Regions from separate parts of the Rattus norvegicus genome. Here region 1 is linked to region 2. The links are chromatin contacts, called in public Hi-C maps. All regions are on one chromosome and are shown on one strand. The core of a region is the stretch at or near the end of the contact, and the rest is flanking DNA. Distances in the headings are between cores, read along the strand shown.

The links. Hi-C and Micro-C count contacts between places; a contact is called where the count stands out from the background.
Region 1: a Hi-C map of the A7r5 cell line shows a contact between it and region 2, with 6 times the contacts expected there. The contact joins the promoter of Gfra4 here to the enhancer-like site in region 2. A contact is called at or near these places in 3 of 12 Hi-C or Micro-C datasets (the A7r5 cell line, Schwann cells and mammary epithelial cells) and 1 of 1 datasets of contacts at active chromatin or transcription factors (oligodendrocytes).

What each region holds. Positions count from the first base shown.
Region 1 is chr3:138,707,636-138,713,171 of GRCr8, reverse strand. It overlaps Gfra4 (GDNF family receptor alpha 4), which reads left to right and starts at 2,216. Exons shown (of 6, transcript NM_001395069.1): 1 at 2,216-2,339; 2 at 2,900-3,254; 3 at 3,304-3,413; 4 at 3,494-3,628; 5 at 4,370-4,461; 6 at 4,601-5,202. The coding sequence starts at 2,261. The coding sequence ends at 4,651.
Region 2 is chr3:138,483,035-138,488,783 of GRCr8, reverse strand. Dnaaf9 (dynein axonemal assembly factor 9) reads left to right here. Exons shown (of 37, transcript NM_001109206.1): 3 at 377-496. Among named protein-coding and RNA genes, the nearest start is that of Dnaaf9, 20 kb to the left of the region's middle. Within about 2 kb of position 1,838, at least 60 of the 93 cell types and tissues checked have an H3K27ac peak or open chromatin away from gene starts, as enhancers often do. A contact at or near this core is called in the A7r5 cell line and Schwann cells, where this site is marked.

The DNA.
Region 1 (5,536 bases), core at 967-3,466, 220 kb before region 2:
TGCTCATGGGAATGGCGGCCAGGTGGACTGAGAAGGTAAGTAAAAGGGACTTGGGAGTCAAAATGCCCCACTCTGAGCCCCTAGGCAGATTTGCAACTCTTGGTTACCCTTCCTGTCCTGGAGTTAGATGTCAGCTTGTGCTCTGTCAGCTTTTGGCCTCTCCAAGTTTTGGTCTGTTTTTCCTGGACCATCAATTCTTCACCTTTCCCACAGAATGAACTTGGCTAACACAGAAATTCAGCTACAGGGGTTCTGGGGAGACGACTTAGTCGGTGAAGTCCCACACAAGCGTTAGAGCCCAAGGTCAACCCCCAGCATTACCATAAAAAGCTGAGGGCAGCAACCCCACTGGGGGTGAGGATGGGGACCCAAGGGGGCTTGCTGCCATCCCAGCTAAAACAGAGCTCCTGACACTGCTGCTGGGCACCTTCACCTCACCCTCCACACCCCACATTACTGTTTAAAGGAAGAACACAGACTTAAAAAAAATATTGAGAGTGCCTCGTATGGCATGACAAATTTAGTGGGGATTCTGAGTCTGAATTTTTTCATTTTATTGAGAGAGAGAGAGAGAGAGAGAGAGAGAGAGAGAGAGAGAGAGCGAGCCTTGTCAGAGGACAACTTTAGGGAGCTGGTTCACATCTGCCATATGGGACAGACTGAACTCAGAGTGTCAGGTTTGGTAGCAGGAGCCTTTAGTCAATGAGCTCTCCTGTCACCCTTGTTTCTGAGACAAGATCTCAATGTAGCTCTAAGTCCTGATACTTCTGCCTTCGACTTGACAAGCGCTAGGTTTACCACCGTGTCCCAGGTCTTGGGACAGAGAAAGGCCATGCATGGGAGACCTTTAATGGTCTAGGCCTCATCGTGTACTAGTATTCCTTCCCAAGTGTAGATCCTTGTGCTTTGCTATGTCAGAGAGCTGAGTTTAGAAGCTGGGGATGGTGTGTGTGTGTGTGTGTGTGTGTGTGTGTGTGTGTGTGTGTGTAGCACCAATGTCTCTACAACTTTTCTACACGTGTAAAACCAGTAAACAAAAAACTGACAATAAAGTTATTAAGAAGGAAGAGGAACAATTGATTTCCTGGAGTTGTATGCAGTCGGGGTGTGTGTGTGTGTGTGTGTGTGTGTGTGTGTGTGTGTGTGTGTGTGTCTTCCTAAGGAGATACAACATGCATGCCTCTTCATTTCAGATAGGCAACTGACAATGGGCCAGAGACATAAATCCATCAAAGTCCAACTTGGCAAATATTTATTTTGGGGGATTTGTTTTTTATTATTAATTTTACTTAACTATTTATTTGAGTTTATTGGGATTACTTACAGGGGCATGATTGTCATCAAAACACCCACCGAACCATTGGGGGTGACCCTAGTGCTCCCCGCAGGACTGGCAGTGCCTGCCCGAATGTCTTCTTTCAGGGGTTGTCTATAACCTTGAGAAGGGGCCTTGTGAATCTCACATGTTTCCGATTTTCTGGACCTGTAAGGTTAATTCTTGCTTAATTTTTGAGTCTCATGAAGCTCCCCCTCCCCCCTCCCACGAGGACCCGTTCCCACTAGGAGCCGACTGCTCGTGTACAAAAAGCAGTCCAGCACTCTGAATCTATCGGGTTAATTCCAGGCCCTGGCTTAGTGGCTTTGGATCTACCTGAAGGTGCTGTCTAGGGGTGGGGACAGAGTGAAGAGAGCAGGATGTTACTTCCTCTCAGAGGCCAGGAGCACACCTGCCGGCAGGTGCCCGCTACCCTCCAGGCTTAGCAGGTTCAAGGAAGAAGCACCAGTCCGACTGGGCCTCTGCCAATCGGTATGGCCTGCTGCTTGGAGTCTGCACTGCTGCTGTTGCTGCTGCTGCTGCTGCTGGGTGAGAACCTGTCTCCTCCCTGGCCCCTGCCCTCTCTGACCCTGCTCCTCAGGCACAAAGTGAGATTGCAAGAGTGACACCGGTATCAATGTGCCCCTGCTGTACAGTGCCGTGCACCCCATCTTTGGGTTCAGCTGAGCCACCCTTCACAAATCTAGCCTTACTATCCGTGCCCCAGGAACTTTCTTTTTCCTCTCCCCCTCCCCTGCCCTCAATGTGCTCCTCAGAAGCTCCGGCTCTTGGGAGTTTTGAGTCCCACAGCTGATGTTCTGCCTCCCAGCACTGCCTCTTCTCCACCAGGGGGATCACAGGAAAGGATTGCTCTGTGGGGTGTGGTGTAGAGAATGGATACTGGTAAGCTTTAAGGCAGAGGAGACCTAAGAGCTGAGACATGCTATGTTGAGTGGAGCGTATTTACGGGTGCTGAATGAGAGGCCAGGCCAGGCAGTTTTATGGAGTCTTGGATGCCAGAGAGGTAAGGAGGTGGGAAAGGAAGTACTATAAACCTGAATTTGGTGACTTGGCTGGATTTGCATATGTCCAGTGCCAAGTTCAGACATAGCTGCCGGGTTTACTGATGCTACTCTCCCAAGGTCAGGCATTCTATTTTCCCCTGAATGGCTTTTCATCTGTGACTTATCTACATCTTCACTGAAACTACTGGTAAACGTCCAGGTCTGTCTCAGGGCGAAGTCCTATGGTCTGCCATTAAGCCTCAGTGTCCTGTCAGGTGAAGCTGGGGAGGATGGAAGGGGTCCAGTAGACGCTCTGTGATGCATGTGCCAGTTCTGGAGATGGTGGTGGAGGCTGAACCTGAGCTTCTGGGGAACCTCCGAGTACTGCCTCCATTCACGACCTGGGTGGATATCCCTAGGACCTGCCCATGCCCGCTTCCTCAGGAAAAACGGGTCACGCCTATGGGCCACACTCTCTCCCCTTGGGTTTGGGTATCTGCCCCCAGCCCCCGCCAAATTCCGGGGTGTGGAATGTGGAGAACCAAGCACAGAGGGCTGCAGCCTGCCCTCCCCTCACCAGGGTCAGCGAGCTCCACTGAGGGGAATCGCTGCGTGGAAGCAGCCGAGGCGTGCACAGCAGACGAGCAGTGCCAGCAGCTGCGCTCCGAGTACGTGGCGCAATGCCTGGGCCGGGCGGGCTGGCGGGGACCCGGGAGCTGCGTGCGCTCCCGCTGCCGCCGTGCCCTGCGCCGCTTCTTCGCCCGCGGGCCTCCGGCGCTCACGCACGCGCTGCTCTTCTGCGGATGCGAAGGCCCCGCGTGCGCCGAGCGCCGGCGCCAGACATTCGCGCCCGCCTGCGCGTTCTCCGGCCCCCAGCTGGCGCCACCTTCCTGCCTGAAGCCCTTGGACCGCTGCGAGCGAAGCCGCCGGTGCCGGTGCGTGCGGGGCGGGCTGGGCCGCTCACCGGCGTCCGGGCGCGCGCAGGCCCCGTCTCTTTGCCTTCCAGGCCTCATGCGCTCCCGCGCCCGGCTCCCGCGACGGCTGTCCGGAGGAGGGGGGCCCGCGGTGTCTGCGCGCCTACGCAGGCCTTGTAGGTACGCTGGGCGGCCTCTGGCGGGCGGGGCGGCGGAGGCAGATTCCGGGGGCCCGTCACAGGTCCTGGGGGTCCCTGCAGGCACCGTGGTCACCCCCAACTACCTGGACAACGTGAGCGCGCGCGTTGCGCCCTGGTGCGGCTGTGAGGCCAGCGGAAACCGGCGCGAAGAGTGCGAAGCCTTCCGCAAGCTTTTTACAAGGAACCCCTGCTTGGGTGAGGGGGCTGGAGAGCCCGGGCAACCAAGGACGTCTATGGCCCAGTCTAGGCTGCCTGGCCTGTGGGGACCCTTAAAATGTTTTCGTCGTGTCGTATTTGGTGTGGGTGATGGACAGTGTGCACGTGCCATGGTGCATGGGTGGAAGTCAGAGGACAACTTGTCAGTCTCTTTCTACCACGTGGGTCCCCGGGATAGCACTGGGCTCATCAGTTTTGGTGGCAAGTGCCTTTGCCTGCTGAGCCATCTTGCTGGCTGATGTGAGCACATTTTTGATGGAAAGAAACTGAGGTTTCCAGAGACCAGATAGCCGATCACTAGAGAATTCGAGAGATGTCAAGAATCTCTTAGGGCTAGAAAGGATGAGTTAAAACATGTCCAATGACCTGGAGTTGGCCAAGGCTCCCTTTGGCACTACTGAGGTCTTTTCCTCCATGTGTTCCCAATTTAACGCTGCTGTTCTTGCCTCGGGATGAAATAGCGTTGTTCCAGATTTCTGGGGGCCCGGTTTGAAGCCTGTCTCTGCCACTTCGTAGCCGAGAGTTAAACTCTTATTAATCCTAATTGTGTTCACCTGTAAGGGCGGGGTGTGCACTTGTCAACCTCACTCTTAGCACAGTGACCTTCCATCTCAGGCCGTGCCTTGCAGATTCCAGGGGGTGTCTCATTTTGTCTCAAGGGAGTGGAGCTGTTTCTAGGGTTTCCTGGCCAAACCTTCTCTGGATCTCTCCACTCCATAGATGGTGCCATACAAGCCTTTGACAGCTCGCAACCATCAGTTCTGCAGGACCAGTGGAACCCCTACCAGAATGCTGGGTGCTGTTTCCTGCGGGTAGGTATGGGGAGAGGATGTGGAGTTGGCAGTTTCTCATCGTTCCCTTCTGTATTTACCCTTCTCAGGCAGGCCAAGGTGGAGGCCTGAGTGGCCTGAGAAGAGATGGAGGCAGAAACGGTCCCCGTTTTGTCCCAAGGTGTCCTCGATGTCCATACTCACTGCCCTGGCTCTCCAGGCCCTGCTCTAATTAGGAAGGTGAACCATGGACAACACAGCTGACTGCCATGTCTCTGGATTATGCTCACTGAACTGAAACTCCCTTGCCCTCAGGTCTGCTGTCCTTTGCAGTTCTGGACCCCTGCATGGCTGTCTCCTGGACTGGGAGCTGGAGGCTAGGGCCCGACTGTTAGGTTCCCCTGTTAGTAGGCATCTCACCTGTTTTCTTCACCATCCTTGAGATGATGGTAGATGATATTTAGCACCTGTAGACAGGGCCTCATTGGGCCCCTTGGGCTTACAGAGCAGAACAGAGACTAGCCTCCTGCTCTTAGAATTGGGTAGTGTTCTTTTCCAAGAAGACATGGCACTAAGGTGATCATATGAACAGACTGACAGACTGCAGTCTAAATACCCATGCCCCAGGGCCAGCGCTGACCTTGCTTGTCACCTATGACATGGCGCTGTGTAGGGATTAAAGAGAGAGATTCAGGTCCCTCCTGCTGGACATCCCACTGGCCTCCCAGACTCTCCCAGCACCTGCAGTGGCACAGCAGCTCAATAAACCCATGTGCACTGAGACCAGCCTGGCTTTCTGTCATCTGACCTAGAAATGTGGAGACCCGGGTGGCCTTGGGCACTCCAGAACTACTCCTGAGTCTGAATACTGGAGAGTAAATATACCCATCTCGAACAGCAGCCAGCAGCCGAGACTGAGTGCATGTGCTGCAGTTCCTTTGCAGACTCAAAGATGGGGTCTACTGGCTTATCAGAGAGCTCTGAGAGGTCGAGCTGGATCGGGGAAATGGCCTGAGCAAACTGGCTCAGGCACATCTGTCCCTATGGTGTCTGTCTCTATGGTGTAGACAGGGCCCCACTGAAGGGTAGGTAGGTGGGCATGCCACCATGCTGGGGC
Region 2 (5,749 bases), core at 589-3,088:
TGTAAAGTAAAACCTGAAAGAAAAAAATGCTTTTCAGCATTAGTAATCTTGTTGCTTAATTCTTTTTTTTTTTTTTTTTTTTGGTTCTTTTTTTCGGAGCTGGGGACCGAACCCAGGGCCTTGCGCTTCCTAGGTAAGCGCTCTACCACTGAGCTAAATCCCCAGCCCCTTGTTGCTTAATTCTTTGACCTGTGTAGGTCTTGAGATCCAAGGAAGGTACCGTATGCCTCAGCCTGTTTCTCACACAAGGGGTTGTTCATTTAGTTTTAGCACAAAACTGGTTTGACCATCAAGGCTTTACTAAACGGGCAAATCGTTGGCACTTTCTGTATTCCACGGTGCAGGACAGCGAGTCACAGGCTTCTTTGCTTTGCAGGAATTGACAGCAGGTACAACGAAGGCTGTAGAGAGCTGGCAAATTACCTTCTGTTTGGTTTATACAGTCAGAATACCACTGATTTTGAGAAAACTGGATTTTCTGAAGAAATCCTAGATGGTAAGTCTGTATTACATTGGCAAATTATAGGAGACAGTGATTTATTTCTTTGGACCCTTAATTCATGATGTTTTTGTAAAAATTGTTTTAGTTTTAATTTTACTGTATCATATGAGTGTTTTGCTTGTGTGTGTGTGTGTGTGTGTGCATGTGAGCATGTATGCATACTTGGTGCCCTTGGAAGCCAGAAGATGACATCAGGTCCCCTGGACCTAGAGTTACAGATGGTTGTGAATCTCCATTCAGGTGTTGGGAATCGAATCCAGATCTCTGGAAGAATAACAAGTACGTTTAACTGCTGAGCCATCCTGACAGCCCCAGCTCATGATTTTTTATTTCTGTTTCTGTGGTTTGGGGTTTTGTCATTGCTGTTTATTTGTTTTGAGATAGTCTCATAAAGCTTTAGCTGGCTTGAAACTAACTGTGTAGACCAGACTGGCCTTGAATTCTGAGATCTACCTGCCTCTGCCTTCCTAGTAGTGGGATTAAAGACACACATCCAGCACCACATTTGTGATCTTTTAATAGGAAATTATAATCAGAATTTAAGTAGTCCAAAACTCCAGTAAATTTTTGCCTTATTTTGTTTTACTTTTTGAGTGATGTGTGATTCCCCTAATTGGTCTTAAAATTGGCAACCCCCTGGCCTCGGCCTCCCAAGTAGCTGGGATTACACCAGGCAAGATTTTATCTTTTTAATAGTGAAAAATAGCATTTCCTTGTTAGCCTATTAAAATAGGACATTCCTATTGGTCATGCAGTGGACAACAGACTATCAACAGCAGTTTCCAGAATACATTTATTGGTAAATCATTTTGAGACCAAAAGCAGACCTTGGCGTTTGGATTTGTCTCTTGGCAGGGTACTAGTTTTTCTTAGTATTGCCGCTGCTCCTTTTCCCTGAAGGTTCAGATTGTGTACTGTTGCCAGTGAGAGCATTCTCTGCTTTGAGGCAAAGACGAGCTGCTCTTGTAAGCTGCTCTTGTGAGAAAGAAGATTTTATGTGGATCTTTAGCTGAGGAACAAGGGGCTATTGTCCTGCTGTCTTTGGGAATTGTTTTTTGTGTGACTTTAATACAATGGAGTCTTTCTGCCTGCAGTCAGCTTTCTCTGGCTTGGAGACACTGCATGTGTTGATGCTCCTGTGGGCTGTTGCCCGGGAGCTACTTCTCATATCATATACTTAGCATTATAAATTGTCTGCAAGATGAGTCAGGAGACATAGAACAAACAAGTAAAACTGGACAAGAGACAAGACACTTGCAAGGCAGCTGGGAGACCATGAAGGCAAACATTGGATGTCAGATGATCTCACTTGAATAGTGTGGTCTCAGAGGGAGGGCAGTTTTGTCCCTTGGGAGACATTTAGCAATGTCTGAAGACATTTTTGATGGCCGTGGCTCAGTATGTGGCACTACTGGCATCTAGTGGACACCAGGGCTGCTGCTAAACATCACAAAATAAACAAGAAAGCCCCAGTTACACAATGAAGAGTTTTCTTATTAAACTGTAAATAATTCTGAGTTGTATCGTCTTTGAAATTCTTACCTTGGTAACAACCCCAATACTATCCATATAGTTTAGTTAGAGCTGTCCTTCTTATTATGAATGCAGAAAAAGGAGACGGAAAATACTTGGAGTTAGTATCCTTCCTTTCTTTGTGTTTTCTTCCTCATCTTTCTGTCTGAGGTATGCTCTCACTCTGTATCAGGCTGGCTTCAGACCAGGTGCTTCTCAGCCTCTTGGGTTCTGGGTTTGCATGCAGGAGCCACCACTGTGATCTTCATCCGGTCCTTTTCTTTTTAGATTTTGATATTATAATACAATGTAACACCTTTTCCTTCCCTTTCCTTCTCTTCACTCCCAACCAATGTTCACTACCTATGGTTCATGACCCCTTTGGCAACCCTCTGTCTCTAAAAAACATTTACATTGTGACAAATAACAGTTATGAAAGAGCAACAATAATAATTTTATGCTTGGTGATCACCACAACATGAGGAAAAGTATTAAAGGGTCACAGCATTAGGAAGGTTGAAAATCACTGCTCTAAAACCTCTCATATGTCACTGGACAGGCAATCAGCGTGCTCTTTCCTAGGTAGGGACAACTCTCCTGCTCCCAGCTTTTCTCAGTTGCCATAGTTTTTTGTGTAGGGTTGAGGTTTCCTGGACTTTTCTCTGTCCACTTTGACATGTCATTGGTGGGGTCCTTGTTTAGCTCATGTTTGGGCAGTCATGTTGGTGAGAGTTTATGGATGTAGCTTCTAACGGTACTAGAAGACACCATCAATTATTCAATTTACTTTTTGTTTGTTTGTTTCAGATTTTGATTTTAAATTTCTTGGCCAGGCAATGTGTTTCAAGCCTTTTAATCCCAGGACTTGGGAGGCAGAGGCCGGTGCATCTCTGTGCAGTTAAGGCTTGCCTGGTCTACATAGTAGATTCCAAGACAGGGCTATAGAAAGACCCTTCCTTGAATAAAATAAAATAACATTTCTTTCAGGGGTCTGGGGAGATGGCTCAATGGTTAAGAGAACTGGCTGTTCCTCCAGAGGACTGGAGCCAATTCCTTATGCCTAGACGACTACTCACAACTGTCTGCAGCTTGAGTCGGAGGGGATCAGACCTCCTCTCCTGGCCTGTCTGCAGCTACCAGGCATACACGTGATATCTAGTCATATATGCAAGCACAGTACCCATGTGAATAAAATAAGATAAAAAAAATGAAGTATAAAATAAAATACCTTCTCTTACATGTAGTGGTTTGGAAACAATTTATTCTGGAAGTGTCCAGTCACTGCACATTTCAGTGCAGCCATGTTTGCAAGGACATTTCAGTACTAAAAATAAGGAGTGTGTTTAAATTCCCAAAGAGGTGCTCTTATCCTGTCATTTGGCACAGGAGATACTCAGTAAAATACTAAGCATTTTGCTCCAAATTATTAAAGTCAGTTTTAGATCCTTATAGTTAGAAAGCTAAGATTAACAGATTTGTGCTTCTAACTTTAGGATTTTGAGGCTGGGTTTCACTCTGCAGTCCTGGCTGTCCTGGAACTTGTTGTGTAGACCACACTGACATCACACTCACAGATAGAGCTCAGAGATGCCTCTGAGTGCTGTGGTGAACGATGTGGGCCACCACAGCCCACATGCTTCCTCCCGCCTTAGCCTCCCTGTTCGTAAAAAGGCCAGCGTGAGGTACTTACTTTTCAAAGGTAGTTTTTAAAACATTTTACATGATTTTAAATTTATTTTAATTTATTGAGACAGGTTCCCTTTATGTAGCTCTGGCTATCCTGGAACAAGCTGTGTAGACCAGGCTGGCCTCAAACTCACCGAATTCTGTGATTAAAAGCTCATGCTAGCATACTGGCCAACCTTCCCATCTCATCTTGTCCCCTCCTCCTCTTTCTCTTCCTAGTCCTCCTCCTCCTTCCTTCTCCTTCTGCTGCTGCTGCCTTTTTAAGTTTAATTTTGTTTTTGATATAGGGTGTTTCTGTTTAAATCAGAGTGGCATCCTTGAGCTCGTGCTAGGGTCTCAAGCACATACCATCATGCCCAGCTTCATATTCTCTTTGTTCCTTCTCTCCTCCGAACTGAAACTCACTGTGTACGTAGACCATGCTGCTCTCAGACTCACAGAGATCTGGCTTCCTCTGCCTCCCCAGTGCTTGGATTAAATGATTAAAGACACCACACTTGACCATATTTTCTTCTTTTATTATCTGACTGTTTACTCTGTTAGATATCAGAGCACTTTGAGAGTATGAAATGTGTGATTAGATTTAGCTAGCAGTTGTTATGATACATCTGTTTTGGGATCCTGAAACTTTAAGTTATATTCAGACTATGTGTGGTGTGTACACTGCCGCCCCACTTTTCAGGTGTCATAAAATGTCTCCCTTAGCAGGAAGTCTACAGTTGATTTAGGACAGGGATCTGAGGGCTCTGGGACTTGAGGAAGCCCAGTGCTGAGACATGAGAGAGAGAGAGACTCTTTTCTTCTCTTTGCACTTTTCCTCTCCACCAGTTCCTAGCGTGGCCTTGTTAGAGAGAGGCCTTGTGGCTCTGCCATGGGAGATCCATTGAGCAGAGCCCATTTTTCTTTTGGAATTATGACTGCGTTCATTTTTCGCACTCAGGCTACTTTAATATTTCTGCCCCATACCATTTCCCATTTCATGGCTCTTGAATCTGCCTGGGTTTCCTTCCAGCCTCCGCCTGTGCACAGAGCTCACTGCTGTACACAGCGACTGTCCTAAGACTGACATGTGACGTCCAGGTTCACAGTTGCTCGGAGCCAAGTGAACCTCTGGCCATGAACTTGAAATACTGGATTTAGTGCTGAGTCCCTGCCATGATTGGTGCTATTTCTTGATTGAATAGCCATGTTATTTCCGTTTGATACTTATCTCCTCATTGATAGTGCATTGTGAAGCCAGCTGTGGTGATGCTTCCAGCATTTAGGAGGCAAAGACAGGAGGATTGCTGAGAATTCAAGGCCAGCCTGGTCTGCACAGTGAATTCCAGGTCATCGAGGGCTAGATAGTCATAAAAAGAGAAAACAAAAAACAAAAAACAAAAAAAAAAAACAAAACAAAACAAAAAAAAAACAGGCCTGGTGCCACAGCTCTGAAATCATAGCTGCTTAAGAGGCTAAGGCAGGAAGATTGCAAGTTCAATGCCTCCCTGAGCTATATATTGAGTTCAGGGCCAGTTGAAGAAACTTAGTGAGACCCTGTCTTAAAAAAGTGAAATGGCGGGGTTGGGGATTTAGCTCAGTGGTAGAGCGCTTGCCTAGCAAGTGCAAGGCCCTGGGTTCGGTCCCCAGCTCCGAAAAAAAAAAAAAAAAAAGTGAAATGGTGACAGACAGACTGCTTGCTGAGCATGTGTGAACCTAGGCTCCATGTTCAGTAATACAGCCAGTGTGTCGTCAGTCAGCAAATAAGCAACATGGCCAAGACTGGTACCACAGCCCTGACTCTTGAACTTTGCAGTGTACTCTTTCAGGAGTGAACTCTGATCTTTTGACTTATTTTGGGCTTACACTGTCATATTTAGAAGGCCACCATAGGAGGAGCATTGCAGAGGCAATAGAAAACCCTTACTGTCCACACCTGACTATTGCTTGATTAAATAATTACCCATTATACTTTTGTTACATTGTTTCTGAAATAGCTGTATGTTTTGTTTTGGGAGTTTTATTTGTTTGTTTCTTTGTTTGTTTGTCATACTAGAAATGAACCCAGGG